2 separate regions of the Bicyclus anynana genome follow, and region 2 is linked to region 1. A link is a contact called in public Hi-C data. All regions are on one chromosome and are shown on one strand. The core of a region is the stretch at or near the end of the contact, and the rest is flanking DNA. Distances in the headings are between cores, read along the strand shown. Region 1 has its middle 47 kb from the start of LOC112057051. Region 2 holds the start of LOC112046850 (neurogenic locus protein delta).

Region 1 (4,618 bases), core at 1,305-3,804:
AGAGGTACTTACATATACAGCATCCACTGGGTACTAAAAGTGGTTTGTGACCTTCTTTGATTGTACCAGACATAATAAATTAATCGCCCTTGTCGAAGAAATATTGTAAAGGTCAAATGTCTAAATAATTGTGGGGGACGCGAGATGTTAGATTACATTTATCGTAAAAAGTGTTGCGTGTTTAGAAAATTGTTTTATAAGTGTATAAATATTTATAGTTTACCTATCGGCTGTTACCCTGAAGTTCTTGGATTTCGAAATGCGCTTAAAATACCTGTATTTATTGAAATACTTTAATTAAGCTTATTTAAAATAGTAGATTGTTATACCAGGGGCCAAAAGACCCATTATATACGAGGTACGAGGCGAGGTCCACTAAATAGAAACCAAGTTTTCATCTTCACAGCAGTCGGAAATTAAGTTACCGGGTAAAAGCATCTCCATTAGCATCTAAAATTGTAACATTTTATGCATTCAATTTTTAATTAAAATAAAACATTCAATACTATATGTGAATTATTTTTCTCGCAATCGTAGTGAAAAGTAAAATGTAACATTATAAACCCAACTCGGTTTTTTATTTGGCGGACCTCACCTTACGGCTCGTGCCCTAAAAAACCTGGTTGGGTCTTTTTCGCCCCTTGTATAACAATCTACTATTTGATTGTATATTTGCTTTTAGCTATGGGACCGCAGCAACCTCAAGAGGAGAGGCGAGCACAGAAGCAAGCAGGCTAGAAGATTTTTAGGAGAGCCAAACGCCTCTCTGAGTTGAGTCTGAGTCTTTGTTGCTTTTTTTTTATGGTAAAAAAATGCTATATTTTTTTAAATATGACCAATATTCCCATTTCCTTTCAACTAGTCGGAAAATACTGCATTAAGAGTAGGTAAGACAAAAAGCCCACTAGAGGGGAATCGAAATATCGTTTGAAAATGTTATCAGTTAAACAAACAGATCCAGGTCTGACTGGTGGGAGGCTTCGGCCGTGCCTAGTTACCACCCTACTGGCAAAGATTTACTGGCAAGCAATTTAGCGTTCCGGTACGACGTCGTGTAGAAACCGAAAGCGGCGTGGATTTTCATCATATTCAAAACGAATTAGTCACCTTGCATCTTAGATTGCATCATCACTTAGGTACCATCAGGTGAGATTGTAGTCAAGAGCTAACTTGTAGAGAATAAAAAAAAACAGATGTCATGAGCGACGTCCTTTTATAGTATGTAAAGATTATTCAAAATGAAAAGGAAGAAAAACTGTTAACCCTTTACTACCACCCTGCGGTCACAAAAGCCCCAGTAGGTACACAAATCATGAATGGACTAACACGAAATGTACAAATCTCGCAATTTGCGCATTTGCTGCAACTGTTACTCTAATAATACAATGGACACCATAAAATGTGCAACCACACGACAATTGAGCATATTGCATACAGTTGCATGCGGAAATGCACCTTTTGGTTATGGTCGACGATTGGCCGTAAATGTCGAGATTGATTGATTAAATTTTGGTTTACATTTGTGACACTTTAGTCATTAAGCTTGACATGTTTTATTTCTACATGACATTAGTGTTACTCGTAATAAGTTATTGAGTCTGTCTTGAATTATTGATACCATGTGAATGTACCTACTCGTGATTGTAAAGCAAATTTCTATGTACCTACAGAAAATACGCAAATACATATTTGACGGCCTCCGTGGCGCAGTGGTATGCGCGGTGGATTTACAAGACGGATGTCCTGGGTTCGATCCCCGGCTGGGCCGTTTGAGATTTTCTTAATTTGTCCAGGTCTGGCTGGTGGAAGGCTTCGGCCGTGGCTAGTTACCACCCTACCGGCAAAGACGTACCGCCAAGCGATTTAGCGTTCCGGTATGATGCCGTGTAGAAACCGAAAGGGGTGTGGATTTAACAAGTTAGCCCGCTTCCATCTTAGACTGCATCATCACTTATCATCAGGTGAGATTGTAGTCAAGGGCTAACTTGTAGAGAATAAAAAAAAAAAAATATTTTATCTGCTTCAACAAACTAATATTTGGAAATATCTTGGAATATAATTTTTTTTGTTATATAAATCTAACAGCCAGATTTATAAGTAGTTACGTAGACTATCTGACATTAGGCTATAATATACGCGTTAAATCTCTTTACGCAAGAATCTCAATCAAAAATTAGCTTTTAAAGTGAAGCCATTTTTTTTTGCGAATAAAATTCTTGTTTTTGTAACGATTTCTTTCATGAATTACCCTACGTTAAGAATTTAATTGCTCGGAATTTCACATCGCCTTTAATTTCAATTACTTAATTTAAAGCTAGCTAGCTAGTTTAGTTAGCATTTTCCGAATCATTCTATTAATTCAGGTGCGATTGAAGTCAAGCATATACAGTTTTAATAATAATACAGACCAACAATACAATACAGACATATGGGTCTACACTAAACTTTTTTTGTGACCAATTTATGCAATCGGAAGTTCCAGGCGGCATATGGTTGCAGGTAAAGGGTTGAGTGTTCTTTGACACCTCGCCGAAGCATTGTTATTGTCCAATTTGAGGAAAAAACACCACACCCGCCGACCGCTGGCCCGTTGCGCATAGATTATAGACAGGGACGGACTTGATGTGGCCAAAAGTAAAAAGAAATCGGGTCAGTTACTCCATTCACGATAAATGTCCTAGTGGTCCTAGTCATTTTTATTAACAATAGTAATCCAAAAATGAAATTAACTTATTTTGTAGTAGATTCAAACTCTTTTAGAATAAACGAACTCTTGGGCTATTAAAAATAGGCCGAGGCCGAAGGGTAAAATTAAAACCGAACGAGTACTAAGGTAAGCAGTAAATGAGTTGTTATGATTTATATAATATATAAACATAAAACCTATAAATTAATACTTAAAAATACAAGTATAAATACTAATCAGAGAGTTTGCCAAAAAAATAAGTAGCTTAGGAGTATATTTTAGAATTTCCTATAGTCACTTTCCGACTCCATTACCAGACGCCATACAGACAGATTTTTATTGCAGTCATCAATACGCAGAATATTATATCTTTCAGACTTGTCGAAGTTGGAATCGAATAGCTTTCAAGATTTGATCTACACATTTTATTTATTTATTTAAGTTGGTTATTTACTTATTTTTTTTCTCTCATTCATTTATTACTTAGTCCTTATTTATTTTTAACAATGTTAATAAAGTACAAAATACTCAGACCAATGATTGTATAGACCTGCCTCGCTAGACGTTACTTTTCTGTCAAAGTATATGATCAACGATCTAATGCGGTTATAAAAACTGTCTCTATAGAATCGATGTTAAATAGTTGTAATCGTGTTCGTCGGTTAAACAGCTTCGTAAAAATTTTTGTGTAAGTGAATTGTGTAAAAAACGGGCAAAAACTTCTAGTTTAGTATAACATATATACAAAATCTAAGCTCGTTTTCCTTAGAAAATGACAGACAATTTTGTTCGTGCCTTTGAGTGCGATACAGGTCCTTCTATAATTGGTCTGAGACAAAATATAATACAAAACACTATTAAAACTTTATTTATTATTATTAGGACCCACTAACAAGTAAAATTTGAATGCTCATGCAAAAGTATAATTTTCTCACACATCTCACTTGCTTCAAAAAGCTTTTTTCGATACATTTTCTTTCTGCGAGTCCAAGTCCACCCCTGTCCCTCTGAGCCGTTTGAGCACGCGCTGACGTTACTATTCTAAGCTGTTACCATTACATTAGATGGTCCGACGTCACGCCGTATGATAATGATCACCCGTTGCGCACAAACGTGTCCCGCCGGCGCATGCGCAGCACGACTGACGCTTTTTTTCTACCTTACTTCTGTCGTTGAGATACCTACTAGCAAAACAATAGAATCAATGAATTTATGTAATACTAGCGGACGCCCGCGACTTCGTCCGCGTGGAATTCAGTTTTTCACAAATCCCGCAGGAACCATGAATTTTTCCGGGATGAAAAGTAGCCTATGTATTAATCCAGAGTAAAATCTATTTCCATTCTAAATTTCAGCCAAATCGCTTTAGTAGCCGCAGCGTAAAAGAGGAACAAACATACTAACACACTTTCACACAAACTTTCGCCTTTATAATATTAGTGTGATATTAGGTTAAAATAAACAAAAGGTAAAACTCTTCGTAACCGAATTCATCCTAGGAAGTAAGATATTTAATTTAGCTGCGAAGTAGTATCAGTAGGGTATGGCTTACCAGGTTTCACAGACGCGGAACTGCGCTTTTTAAAACCTATATTATAATCTTGATTGGAAAACCGCAACCTATTCGACGGTTTGTTTCGTCTATTATATTTTAAAATATGACTAACTAGCTCCGCCCTAAAAAATACTATCGTGATAAATACGTATAATATATAATATACAAAAATTCAAGATTTTGTTCCTTAAATCACAGGAACACATTTATTTTTTAAGAGTAACAAACATTTATGCCATCATAACTATCACTTTTCGCAAATTTAGGGAAACCACGGATTTTTTCAGGACAAATAGTAGCTTATGTGTTAATCCAGGGAATTACCTATCTTCACTTTAAATATCAGACAATTCGGTTTAGTACTTGCGGCGTTAAAG
Region 2 (4,543 bases), core at 188-2,687, 280 kb after region 1:
AAGATGAGTTATGATGCTTAGACATAATAAATTAAAAATAATTTTCCAAATCGATACTCGGCATCTTCGAGTACCTAATCGGTGAAAATACGAACTGAAAAAAAAAAATTTAAAAAAAAGATTCCGACGAATTGAGAACCTCCTCCTTTTTTGTAGTCAGTTAAAAAAAACATCGATAGATAAAGCTAAGTATCTTTTTTTTTTTCATCAAAAAGTTTTGCACGCATTCACAATCAGCACACTGCCACCGAATTTCATTTATCCCCCGGCGATTAACAAAAAAAAACCGTAATCACTTTAAGAGAATAAAATTATATTAGTTTATTAGTGCACCCGTCCAGCTGAAAAAAGAAATAAAAAAGATTCCGACGAATTGAGAACCTCTTCCTTTTTTAAGTCGGTTAAATAAACATCGATATTTAGGTATAGCTAAGTATCTTTTTTTTTTCATCAATAAGTCTTGCACGCATTCACAATCAGCACACTGCCACCGAATTTCATTTATCCCCCGGCGATTAAAAAAAAACCCGTAATCACCCCAAGAGAATAAAATTATATTATTTTATTCGCGCACCCATCCAGCTGCGTTCTATTAGCAGATTTTGAGCACAATTTGCATACGTGAATGTACGGATAGCACGCGAACCTAAATTAATGTATCGAAATATAATTATGGCGATTTTATACGTTTTATATCGATTGGGAACGGAAACGTGGCTTTTTTTTCACATCTACTGCTGACTAACTGTTTAGAGATTTTGTATCCTGTATCAGGTAGGTGTTATTACATTTTACGTTCAGAAATTGTCTTTTTAACTTATTTTATAGTTGACCTTTTGCGGCAAATAGCTGCATCATTCACTATCAATCATCAAATTAATAATTAGTTTGGCAGGAAGTTAGGTACCTATCTACCTACCTACTAACATCCTATTAAGAAGGCGGTCACCTAGTCTACCAAATGTTTATTTTTAATTAGTTTAAATATTTTTCCTCAAATATTATTATCGCCCACCAAATCTCCTAGTTACCTACGTGTAGGTGGGCACCTAGCCTACCTACCTACCTTCCTGTTCAAAAACTTACTGAAATCATAAATTTAAATTTTCATCAACCTTGTATTTAAACTTTTGTTCTTTAGATATCTAAGTACTAAAAGCACTATACATAAATATGTAATACGTAGGTTACCTATTATATTGAACCAAAGTGCAATTTAACTTGAAATGAACTTATACAGTATTTTTTCTACGTGCTTTACTACGAGCACGTGTCCAAGACGTTTATCAAAAGGCAGACGGCTGTTTTCCGTATATTTTCTGGTTGAAGGCCCGCGGGGCGCGGGGCGCGGGCGGCGCGGCGGCGGCGGCAGATGCGCCGCGCAGCGCCATCTAGCGGCGCGGCGGGCGCCAGGTGTGCGCTGCCCGCACCGCGGCCGCCACCCGCCCTCAGTCCGCCGTCACGCACCGCCGCGATCACACGTCAGCACGGCTGCTGCACGCCGGCCGCACGCGCGCGATTCGAATTTCGAACGTAGTGCACGAAACTCCGCGACCGGTTCCCGCAGCCGATCAGTGACACCTCTAGTGTTGTGTGACTTGCAGTGAAACTCAGTGCAGCATGTGCGAGTGATGGATTACTCCGCCGCCGTCGATCTGTGACGGGTTTCGGATCCCGTGTATGCCCAGGCGCCGGTGGTCGCGCCAGTATGCGCGCTTCCGCGGTGCTCGTCGCCCTGCTAGGGTTTCTGCCCCAGGTACTGGCCGCACGCCGAAACCGCGAAACCCCGTTTGTTTACGTCCCCGAATGTATGCGAGCGAGCCGATCGCGAATCGGCGGTTACGGCACGACACTCACTTTCCCACGAGCGCAAAGAGGGCCTAGATCGTCCTGGATACTGGCCGGCGAGGGTGTAGGTTAGCTCGAGTCGTGACCGGCGCGAGGCGCTTGTGTGTGTTCAATACGTTTACCGAGCAAACACTCGGTGCATAGTTATAAAGAAAGTTCAGGTTTTAATACAGCCGGCGCGGGGTCAGCAAGGTTGCGAGCCTCTTCGTTTAAAATTAGATGCATACCTCGAGATGATTCCGATTTCCCAAAAGGACTAATTCCGCGATGCGTGGCCGGGAATAGCTGTAGACAGGCCTGTATCTGCTACGGGGATATTTCGGGCACTTGCATTGATCCACTTTTCGTTCAAAGTTAACTTTGTTTGTAGCGAGCCTAATTTTTGGGGTCGACGGCAAAGTTTGACTAAGATTGTACTAAAATAATAATAATAAATCAGGAGGTCAGTGTCCTTTAAACGGTCAAGGCTATTACTCCTAAGGGTCGTACAGATGTTAGTAAACTTTCCTGACTTATAATCAAAAATTCTATAATCTTCCTAGTATCAAAGGTTTATTTGTTATTTATTAACTCAATGATCATCAACCTTTATTAAATTATTAAAAAAGTTATGTGCCTATTCGCACATAACTTCGTGTTAGGTACTTAGAAACAATAAATAATATCTGTATTTGTATGCATCTAATAAAAGTTCGTATTATACAACCCAATAACTACATAATTAGGTAAGACAATCAGCCTAATTTAAACTAAATTGTTAATCTCAATAAAATATCCTTAAACAGTAGTAGATCATAATTCATAATGATTAAAATTAATTACATACCTCGTACGTCTTCGATAACTAATTTTCTAACAGTTTAAAGACTTCAATCTAAACCGATACAAGGTCTATCCGATTTTATTATGTGTAACACTTAACTAGTTAACATGTAATGTAACACATTCGTACCAACACACTGACAGACTGTTTCAATTACACTACAAACACTAACTCGAAATTCTTGGCTGATTCAACGTAAACTAATATAAACCAATCAGTCAAAATCTAAACCACATTTAGAACTAAATTCCATATTTAAAATTATCACGCAAATTAGGCAAAAACCAAAAGCTAATTAAATAAAATAAAAAATTCGGCACAGTTAATACTAATTACAAAAATCAGGGGTCCCAAAGACCCCAGTTCCATTGATTTGTTGTTGACTTCACCCGCATTAGGGATTTTAACCCCCTGCGCGCGCGCTGCACTAAAACTAATAATTTTTAACTCATACAACATCATTTTTACACACACATTAAAATTATTAATAGGTAGGTAAACTTGTCTAAAAGGTCACTGAACTTGGCTAGTCGTGTGATTTTCTTGCACTTTTCGATACAAATCTGCACATGTAGATGTTTTATATTTCTATTCGTCCTCCAAAATGTATACCTAATTGTATAAAAACCCGTCCACTGTTTACGTTTGGTTATAGCATTGAGAAAAAAATAGCTAGAAGCAAGATAATTTGGCTGAAATGTATGTGTGTAATGTATGTATGTATGTATGTGTAATGTATGTAATGATAAAACAAACTTTTAAATGCTATAAATATTTTCATTTTTAATAGGCTTTTGTTATTAAAGATTATATTCATAAATACTTAGTTATAGTCATTATATCTTTAAATTGCTTGCAATGTTATTATTAGTCAAAAAAACAATGTTTTCAACCATACAGATATTAAAAACTGTCATAATTTTGTATGCACATACAATAACACAGAACTGAAAAAAACCCCAGCCAAGGTCTCCATGTCTGTTTTAGGGTTAAGTATTAGGGGTAAATAACAAGTTTGCAGCTTGCCTCAAATCTTGCTTAAATGACCAGCTCTTGGACTACAAGCTATGAGTGCTAAAATACATTATGAATGAAATCGGGTTGTCCGGTTGTTTCGACAAAAAGGGATTGACAACAGGTTTGCGGCCCTACGTGCTGGGTTGCATTGATGTAATTGTCGATCGATCTGGATTCTTTATGTCGCCGATACATCCGCAGAAATCTACCTACTTGTATGACAACTTCGACTTTAATACTTATTCAGTTCTTTCGACAACTGACAACTTAGATAATGTAGAATCACTAGTAAAAGGTAAAAATACTGAAATATTCAAATTAATAAAAATTATTTACATGTTACATTAAACAACCACTCTTAAAAAGGGATTATAGTCCTCGTCAATCTAATTTCTATTTTATCAGAAAAGATCATCATCATTATTTATCATCGTATCAGCCGATGGACGTCCACCGCAGGACATAGTCCATAGGGACTTCCAAATACCACAATCCTGCATGGAAACAGTCTTCTAAGCCGAGTACAGTCTCTTAGAGATTCGTTCCATCCCTTCTGCTTCTGCTTCGATCAGGCGATGCTTGACGGACCTGAGGTCCCATTCCTACAGTCAGAAATAAAGCATAATTATTATGAAGCTATCATTCGTTCAATAATGCTCTTCAGATCGCGTGACCGGCTAATCGGAAGCGGCAAAGGAAACATGTCTGCCCAAAAACCGCAGAACAATCTAAATTTCCATTTTGTTATAAATAATTCAGTTGCGCCGAAGGCTAATAAACAAATTGATCAATTGCGCGAATCGCACGATTTGTGGATAGTTAAATTTTTACATCCTCTACTAATTTATACCTGAT

Evidence for each region. Hi-C and Micro-C count contacts between places; a contact is called where the count stands out from the background.
Region 2: a Hi-C map of whole body shows a contact between it and region 1, with 2.7 times the contacts expected there. The contact joins the promoter of LOC112046850 here to the enhancer-like site in region 1. A contact is called at or near these places in 2 of 2 Hi-C or Micro-C datasets (whole body and whole larva).

Annotation. Positions count from the first base shown.
Region 1 is chr22:4,216,662-4,221,279 of ilBicAnyn1.1, forward strand. No RefSeq gene overlaps it. Among protein-coding and RNA genes, the nearest start is that of LOC112057051, 47 kb to the left of the region's middle. Within about 2 kb of position 2,555, at least 1 of the 8 cell types and tissues checked has open chromatin away from gene starts, as enhancers often do.
Region 2 is chr22:4,492,829-4,497,371 of ilBicAnyn1.1, forward strand. It overlaps LOC112046850 (neurogenic locus protein delta), which reads left to right and starts at 1,438. Exons shown (of 7, transcript XM_052888366.1): 1 at 1,438-1,756. The coding sequence starts at 1,709.